Regions from separate parts of the Mus musculus genome. Here all the other regions are linked to region 2. The links are chromatin contacts, called in public HiCAR-type and HiChIP or PLAC-seq maps. All regions are on one chromosome and are shown on one strand. Each heading gives the region's core, a stretch centred on a gene start, on an enhancer-like site or on the middle of the called end of the contact. The rest is flanking DNA. Distances are from core to core; before and after follow the strand shown. Region 1 holds the start of Usp40 (ubiquitin specific peptidase 40). Region 2 holds the start of Prss56 (protease, serine 56). Region 3 holds the start of Tex44 (testis expressed 44).

Region 1 (2,700 bases), core at 117-2,616, 830 kb after region 2:
CCACGGTACATATTATTCAAATGCATGTCACATAGCATACCTCTGAATTCAGGTGTGAAATGAAGCGTCTGAAGAAGGGAGCTGAGGTAACAGGTTCCACCCTGATTTCTGATTCCACTTAAATTGGTGAATTCTCTAGGGGCAGGCGGCTCCAAACCTTTAGTCTTTAATTTCTTCCCTCTTCCATACTGACTACTTGACACACTGGAATAATCCTCTTCAAATAGGTTCCCAAACATGGTGGAACTAAACGCTATCCTTTAAAGAAAATATGTTACATAAATGTTTCCATTCTTTAAATGTACCTCCACCCCCAATTTTCTCTTATTATTCGAGCGTAGCTGTTTTGTTAAATCGTTCTTCAGAAAACACAGTAGTTTGTGTTTTGGAGAAAGCGAGACCTGACTTGTCTTTCCTACCTACACGGGGTCCTGATTAACCTGTGTGATCCTGGACAAGTTATTTTAGCTAACATTTACTTCTATGTAAAATGGGGCTGCGTATTTTTCATAGGTAAATTAAACCAGTCACATGACAAAAGAAAGGTTACTGAGTACAAAGGGCTTGACCCACAAGAACCGATAACTATTCTTGGATTCCACATCACTAAATGAGGGGGGGGGGGAGAGAAGGGGAGGAGCCTTCATCAATTATGAAATCTCAGCTTCCCCCATCCCTTCATACACAGTACCAGATCACAGCGTTTCAGTGACTTAACCCTATCACATTAATCTTGACAGTAGTTTCAGCACTTTGGCCCTAAACTAGAGAGCCAGGAGTAAGTACCTTGAGGAAGAAAAACTCTGGTCATTAGAGCCATGGAGTCCAATGGCCTTCCAAAACATACCCAGGAATCCAACTGCAGAAGTGGGGACCTGCGGGAATCTGTTCTGTTTCTTGTGTGGGGAAGGGACATTTGGGGTAAAACGCTGAGAACACTCTCTTAAGTGATAGGAATGGCCAAAATGCAGTTTTCTTCCTTCCCAACACAGTCCTCTGAACAAAAGCTCAAGAAATGGAACTCGCGAGGCAGGCCTCGAGCTAGCTCGCGGGCTGGCTTCCCGTCACGCCGCTCCAGAGGCCTTGCCGCCCACCAAGCCGCCCAGCGCCCAGGAGCGCGACCAGGCGCGCGTCCCCGCGGCCCGACCCCTGACGCGCTGCCAGCAGAGGCCCGGCGTCTCTCCCCAGGCCGCCGGCGTCGTCCCTACGCTGCCCTCGTCCCTCCCTGCGCCCAGTTCCCCAGCCCCACTTACTGCCTATAGCCCAGACCCCCGCCCCGGCCACAGCACAGAGTAAACGAACTCGCTCCGAACGGGCACCGCCATGCCGAGGAGGCCGTGTCTCTGGAAAGTGATTTCCAACCACCCACCCCCACCCCAGATGCGACTACACTTCCCAGGGTGCGTCGCGCCACGCGGAGATTTATGGGTAGTTATACTGCTCTTTTTCCAGACGGCTTACAAGTTAAAATTTGTATTTATTGCTGCCTGCAAAAAGCGTTGGAGCCACATTCTGTTAGAGCTTTCACCATTTAAGTGGAGTATGTATTTATATAGTCTCTGCTCTAGGATAACAAAAGAACCTTAAAACAGTTTTTCCTCTTCAAAGTATATCTCTGATACAAAACTTGTGAAAATGCTCTACGTTCTGTGAACCTTCTTACATCGCCTTCAATCCACCTTAAGTAGTTTATATATAACCATGCAAGCATGTATGCACACAAAACTGTCTGTCCTGCTGGAGCTCTTCGGATAGGTTACTTCCCATCCTTTGCACAGACCCCATTTGTATCTCCCTCGTCTCCTCCAACCTCTATCAGGATGTGAATGAAGGAAACAGGTGAAATCTAATTTTTATTTCAGCTGAGAGTTTAAGAGATGGAGAACAGGAATAAAGATGGAGGGTGATGGGGGTTGAGGGTGGCAGAGTCCAAGTGACCATCAGTCCAAGGGATTTGTCTTTGGAACATTTGAGGGAGGCTGGTGTGGCTAGAACGCTGAGGAAGTGTTGGGAGGAAAGGACTGGAGATGACCATTGGCTAGGAATAAGGGGTCTGGGCCAGGAAATGGACTGGGAGAGTACACAGCTCTCAGTACTCCAGGTGGAGGACCACTTTGCTTTTTAGCAACCTCCCCTTCACTTTGCTTTCCTGGCCATATCTCTTTCTGTCTTATGGTACTTTATCCTCCTATTTAAAAATCACAGCTATACCTTAAACTTTTATTCCCTGACCAAAACTCAACACTGTAAGCCAAGATCCACAGGCATAGGTGGCTTCCCTCTGGGCAGCTATATCCCCTTACACCCATGTGCTTGTTAGTTAGGTTTTGATTACTTTTTTTTTTTCTTGGTAGGTTGTTTGTTTTTGTACTTTATTTTGTTTTGTTTGTAAACGGGACACAAGCTAGGGTCACATGGAAAGAGGGAACAGATGCTGAGAGAATACCTCTATAAGATTGGCCTGGAGGCAAGTGTGGGGACATTTTCTTGATGAATGATTAATGTGGGAGGACCCAGCCCACTATGGGTGGTGCCAACCTTGGGAAGGTGGACCTGGGTTGTATAAAAAACAAACTGAGTGACCCAGAGGGAACAAGCCAGAGAGCAGGGTTTCTCCATGGCCTCCACTTCAGGTTCTGCCTCTAGTCCCTGCCTTGAGTTGCTGCCCTGCCTTGAGTTCGTGATGAACTGTGAGCTGTC
Region 2 (2,700 bases), core at 201-2,700:
CTCTGCCTTTGGGAGGGGTGAAGGAGACCTACGGCCCTCCATTAGGCTCCATTGAGACTCTTAAAACAAAAAGACCACCTTACCCCTGGGAATTAAAATTGCCCAGGAATCTGATCCTGGGGGAAAAGAAAGATTGCTCTGATGCCAGCCAAAGGAAGAGATTCCACATGCTCCCAACAACTTGTAGGATCCCAGGAGTCGAGACAAGGATGGGGTGGGGTGGGGTGGGGGTCTTCTCAACTTGTAGGAGCCAGATCTGAAACAGTGTGCTTTTCCATGCCCTGCCCTTTGCTGTGTGGGTGAGAGAAGGGTCTACTCCCTTCCTGCCATCAGACTGGACTCAAAGCCTGACACATGCCAAGAAGGCAGAGTGAGGACAGACAGTTCTATGCTGGCCACTCCGGCCTGGCCAGGCTTCAGCAGGCATACAGGAGCCATACCTCTCTGCTAGAAACTTGGAGAGCACATAGGATTTACCTATGATATGCAGAGATAACTCCAATCCCTAGTGTCATTGAATTGACACAACAATCTATACCTACCGTTCTCTCTACCTTCCTGGTGGTGGGAGACAGGCTACGTGCTGTGATAAGCAGTCCCTTTGAAGAGAACACATCCCCTAGCCACAGTGTGTCCCAATTCCTGTACTTAAACCCTTAACCAACATGTCCCTGCTGCCAGCACAAATCAAGGTGCCAAGGGTAGTTTTGTTTTGTTTGTACCCAAAGGCTCGGCCCTACCCCAGGTGGTGACTGGATATCAGGACAGTTGCCTGTTTATGACCTTCTCTCAAGAGTCCCTCCTGCCAGATCAGGGTCACAGCAACTGAAAACAAAGCTGGACACACTGAGTGGGCAGGGACAGGGGTCCTGCTGGATCCTGCGCTCCCCAAACTGGGCCACAGTGGGGCCTTTCATCTCCCGCTTGCTTTTGCCTCTTCCCACCCCGCTACCCCAGTGCAGCAATTATGGCGCAAATTAGAATGCTTTGATCATCTTTAGAAAGGGCCACACGGAGGAGGGACACTGCCAAGCAATTAGGGGCAGAGGGGCTGGAAGTTCAATGGCTTGCTTAGGGGGTGAGACTGCCCAGGACACCCACCCCTATCCCTAGCTCTCCTCCCTCCAAAAGTGCCTGTCCCAGCAGAGCAGTGGACTCCCCAGGGTGGCAGAAACAGATGGGGATCCCCCCTCCCAGCCCCTGCCCACCAGTCTCCCTCTGCCTGGCCCCCAGCCCAACGGTCAGTTCTCCAGCCCCATCTCAGCCCCTTTGAAGCAACCGCAGGAACAAGGGCCGCTTTCACAGAAGTGGGGAGACGCAGAGTGGGACGATGAGACTTCAAAGGTGAGGGTCCAGCCCACTACCTCATTCCCTCCCCCAGTCCTGGCTGCCCTCCCACGCACACACACCCCTCTGTCCTCTATATAGCTCCAGGGCATCGTTTCCCTGAGGGCTCCCAGGAGGTGAGGGCCAGGTGAGGTGCGGACCATTAGAAGTGAGTAGTTTAGTGTAAGACAACGGGATCAGATGGTTTGAGGGACACAAAGTCTGTGGGCAGGAAGAATCACAGGAGAGGGTAGAGTCCAGGAATAAAGAGGACAGGGTCTCCCGCCTTGGCCCCAGGTCACCATGCCGCTGGCTATGTTGTTGCTGCTGCTGCTGCTACTGTCCCCAGACTCCCAAACTGCCCATGGGCATCCACTGTACACGCGCCTGTCCCCCGGCGCCCTGCAAGGTGAGCCGGGCTGGTCCGAGGGAACCACGGGAGGTGGGAGGGGCATAGGGAAAGTGAGGTCAAGGGAGGACAAGGGAAATGAGCTTATCTCTCACACTTAGGAGGGCCTGTGGTCCTTCTGCCCACCTTCTGCTGGAAGGAGGAGCCTGGAACTGGGATATAGGAAGGGAGGGTAGACAGCCTCACCCAGGAAGCAGAGACAGCAACACTGCCAAGGGGTTCCAGAGATAACGGTGTTAGAAGACCCGGGGCAGCATGCCTTGGGCCCAAAGATGGATACCTTAACCATATTACCTGGATGTCGGTGGGCAGTGGTTTTCCTCTGAAATCTTTAAGAAAGGAGCTTTTCAGAGATTCCTTCCCAATTGTAGCACCATCTGCCCTGAGGGCTGGCCCTTGGGGCCTGACCTCTCTCCCCATCTCTACATCCCTGGTAGTCTAAGAGTTCACCACGCTTCTCTGGGACTCCCCAGACAAGGTTCAGGAAGACTTAGACTGAGTGGGGCTCTCTGCCAAGGGAATGTGACTTTGTGTCCCATGTCCCTCCCCCTCCCAGTTTTATCTGCCCAGGGGACTCAGGCATTGCAGGCTGCCCAGAGGAGTGCCCAGTGGGCCATAAAGCGCGTGTTGATGGAGATCCAGCACAGACTACATGAATGCCAAGGTTGTACCAGAAGTGCTACCCCACCCAGCAGACTCACATTGGTACAGGGGACTCCTCCTTTTGTCCATGTCCAGCCCTTATTTTTAGGTTCCATCGTCCTTGGGGTCAGATTCTTTTTGAAGGTCCAAGTGGAAGGGGTATGCCAAACTTGAGACACAGCAGGGAGGAGGGGAGAGTGTGGGCTCAGGTGGTCACAGTTCATGGCTGCTCAAATAGTTCCATGTGCTAGAAGGCGGGCCAAGTGGAGAGTGGTTGAAAGATGAGGCCCAGCCCCCCCCCCCAATAAAGCGAAAGATCCGCA
Region 3 (2,700 bases), core at 197-2,696, 760 kb before region 2:
TAGAACTGTGGACTGTCTCTTTCAACAAGAGCCACAGTGGGGAGCCATGGGGAAGGCATTCAACTACAGAGCCGCAGCTTAATTCTCCCATAGAAGGTCTCTCTGTGCTCTCAGCCACAACTGCCACCAAGCCTGCCTCCACCAAGCTAAGGACAATATCACCCCCTGGGACAAGCCGGAGCTCCTCCCCCTTCCCCTCCCCCCACCCCAGGCTAGACACTGTCCCCAGCCCACAGCCCGACTCTGTTTTCTGCTCTGCTGAAACTCCCAGCGGATGTCTAAGAGTCTGAGAACCCCACGGCCCAGGCCTCGTTGCAGGCCCAGGGACCCCTGAACCAACTCCAGCTTTTTCCCACCCGGGAGGTGTCTCAGCCCCGGCAGCAGTCACAGTGGCGGTGGCATGGAATAAAGGCAGTCAAACTCCCAGCGTTCCGCTTCCCCAAGAGGCTGTGCCTAGCAGTGGGGCAGTCATGGACCCACAGCCTTGCCCCTAGGAGAGAAGATATAAACATAGACCCAGTTCTCCCTAGGGATGCTGGGGTCCCTAGGGGCATCATCAGATGGTTGCATCTCCTCTTATCCCCAGGAGCAGGAACTACACCTAACCTGGCAACTAGGGTGAGCACAAACACACAAATAGAACCATCCACTCCAATGCTGGGGATGGAACCAGAGCATGCTGGGCAAGTGCGCTACACTCAGCCAAACCCAGTCCCCGGCTACCTTCTTCATACAGTGGGGTTATCTGGGGACCAAGCTCTTCTTAGGATTGCCCTGGAGTCTGTACCCATTAGTGGTGCCCTGCCCTCCCAGCCCAGATGAGCAGGTAGATTGTCCTGTGTCAAAAGGTTAACTCTAGCACTAAGGATAGCCAGCCTAGATGCCGCCCAGGCCCTGGCCTCCACTATTCCTCCTCATTGCTAGAAAAATTACCAAAGAAAGACCGGCCTGAAAGAAAGAAATTGGGGTCCTGAAGTAGCCCAATAGAATAGAGAGATGGTGGGAGGGATAACCTGGTATAACAAATGTCTGTAATCCTAGCTCTTGAGAGGCTAAGACAGGAAGATCAGAGTGGGAGACCAGCCTCAACTACATAACAAGAGCACTGATCCCCTGTCCCCAAAATAAGTTTAAAACCTACTAATTCAAACTCAGCATTACCTTCCTGTATCATGCCCCAAAGTACAGTTCCCGAAACCACTCACAGCCCTGCGGCTGCATCTGCACCTACCTACGTATCTCCATCTTAAACCAAGACAGTTATTCTTCATTTCCTCTGTACCCACTACTCTGGCTATGCAACACCACCTATAGTCAGCTCGCCAGGACAGCCACTCAGCAGACTCAGGACATTCAGGACCCTTGCTCTACAAGTACCTGTGACATCATCAGCTGCCCACAACCTGCTGTGACCTCACCACCTGGACAACTGAGCCTAGCAGGGCCAAGCCACTCCTTCCCAACCACCATAAGTAGCAGGGGGCATAGATGACCGCTGAGCCCTTGGAAGACCCTGAAGCCAGCAGCAGTTCTACACATGATCTTCCCGAGGCCTCCTCGGACAACACAGCTGATGAAAACTCTGCAGATTTACCCGGAGAGTCCGAAGGACCAGACTCCCTGCCCGATGACGTCCCACCAGGAGACATCGACGAAGTGCTAGCTGAACATGATGTAGATCAAACCTCTGAGGCGAAAGCCATCACCACAGAGCAAAATGAAGAGCAGGACTTCATTCGGACTGATACCTTCATGAGACAAGATGAGGACCTGCTCTCCAAGCAGATTTCCACCATCACGGAGAAAAATGTAGACCAGGCGTACATGCAGATTAACACAGTTTTTGAGCAGGATAAAGACCAGGCCTCCATACAGACTGCCACCTTGATGGGACAAGATGAAGACCAGGCATTTTTGCAGATTGTCACTTCTGTGGGACAGAATAAAGATCAGGCCTCCATACAGACTGCCACCTTGATGGGACAGGATGAAGACCAGGCATCTTTGCAGATTGCCACTTCTGTGGGACAGAATAAAGATCAGCCCTCCATGCAGATGGACACCTCCATAGGGCAAGATGTAGAGCCAGCCATCTCCACAGATACAGCAACTTCTGCAGTCAAAGATGAGAGCCCAGATATTCCACATCAGGGCCAGGACAATCCTGAAGAGACCACATCTTTGCTGCCCCAAGACCCAGGTATCCTGCAAGTGTTTGTGGGTTTCCAGAACCCAGTGTGGGACAGGCTAGCTGAAAACAACCGTACAAGTCGGAGCCGGACGGTTTCCCCGAGTGACTCCCAGACCCAGGAAAAGACACTGGGAAACCCGAATGTTCCAGAAGGGCAGCCAGTATTAGTTCCAAATGCTGACGTGCTATCTAACCTGCCTGAACATGTCCAGACTTCGGTGGGAGCTGCTGACCCACCCCCTTCCGATACCAGTGGTCGCGACCCAGAACCCACGCCTACCACCAACTCGGCCAAGCAGGAAGCTGAAGGGTTCAAGGCCTTGAACCCTGGGAGCAAAGCTAGATCGCCAGGGCTGACCAGTGAGGATTCAGCTGCTGACTCAGGTATCCCACCGGATCCACCTGACCCAGGCTCCCCAGGTGGCAGCCCACCCCACTCTCCAGATTTCTACCAGGTGGCCCTGGGCAGGAACCTTCTGGACCCCAATCTGTATAGACCTGATGTGGAG

The links. HiCAR-type assays count read pairs that join an accessible place to other places. HiChIP or PLAC-seq counts read pairs in DNA pulled down with a chosen protein or histone mark.
Region 1: a HiCAR-type map of astrocytes shows a contact between it and region 2, with 4 times the contacts expected there. The contact joins the promoter of Usp40 here to the promoter of Prss56 in region 2. A contact is called at or near these places in 3 of 115 datasets of contacts at active chromatin or transcription factors (T-cell acute lymphoblastic leukemia, astrocytes and pancreatic cancer cells).
Region 3: a contact with region 2 is called in an H3K4me3 HiChIP or PLAC-seq map of stem cell-derived neural progenitor cells, with 4 times the contacts expected there. The contact joins the promoter of Tex44 here to the promoter of Prss56 in region 2. A contact is called at or near these places in 2 of 39 promoter capture datasets (the SN4741 cell line and hippocampal neurons), 2 of 15 datasets of contacts at CTCF or cohesin (the NIH/3T3 cell line and embryonic stem cells), 11 of 484 Hi-C or Micro-C datasets (the N1E-115 cell line, adipose-derived mesenchymal stem cells, cerebellum and 5 more), 14 of 115 datasets of contacts at active chromatin or transcription factors (the NIH/3T3 cell line, astrocytes, cardiomyocytes and 10 more) and 1 of 9 other capture datasets (embryonic stem cells).

The regions. Positions count from the first base shown.
Region 1 is chr1:88,007,185-88,009,884 of GRCm38.p6, forward strand. Usp40 (ubiquitin specific peptidase 40) reads right to left here and starts at 1,367. Exons shown (of 32, transcript NM_001198573.1): 1 at 1,254-1,367; 2 at 41-258. The coding sequence starts at 239.
Region 2 is chr1:87,181,864-87,184,563 of GRCm38.p6, forward strand. It overlaps Prss56 (protease, serine 56), which reads left to right and starts at 1,451. Exons shown (of 13, transcript NM_027084.2): 1 at 1,451-1,735; 2 at 2,292-2,399. The coding sequence starts at 1,630.
Region 3 is chr1:86,424,883-86,427,582 of GRCm38.p6, forward strand. It overlaps Tex44 (testis expressed 44), which reads left to right and starts at 1,447. Exons shown (of 1, transcript NM_027966.1): 1 at 1,447-2,700. The coding sequence starts at 1,489.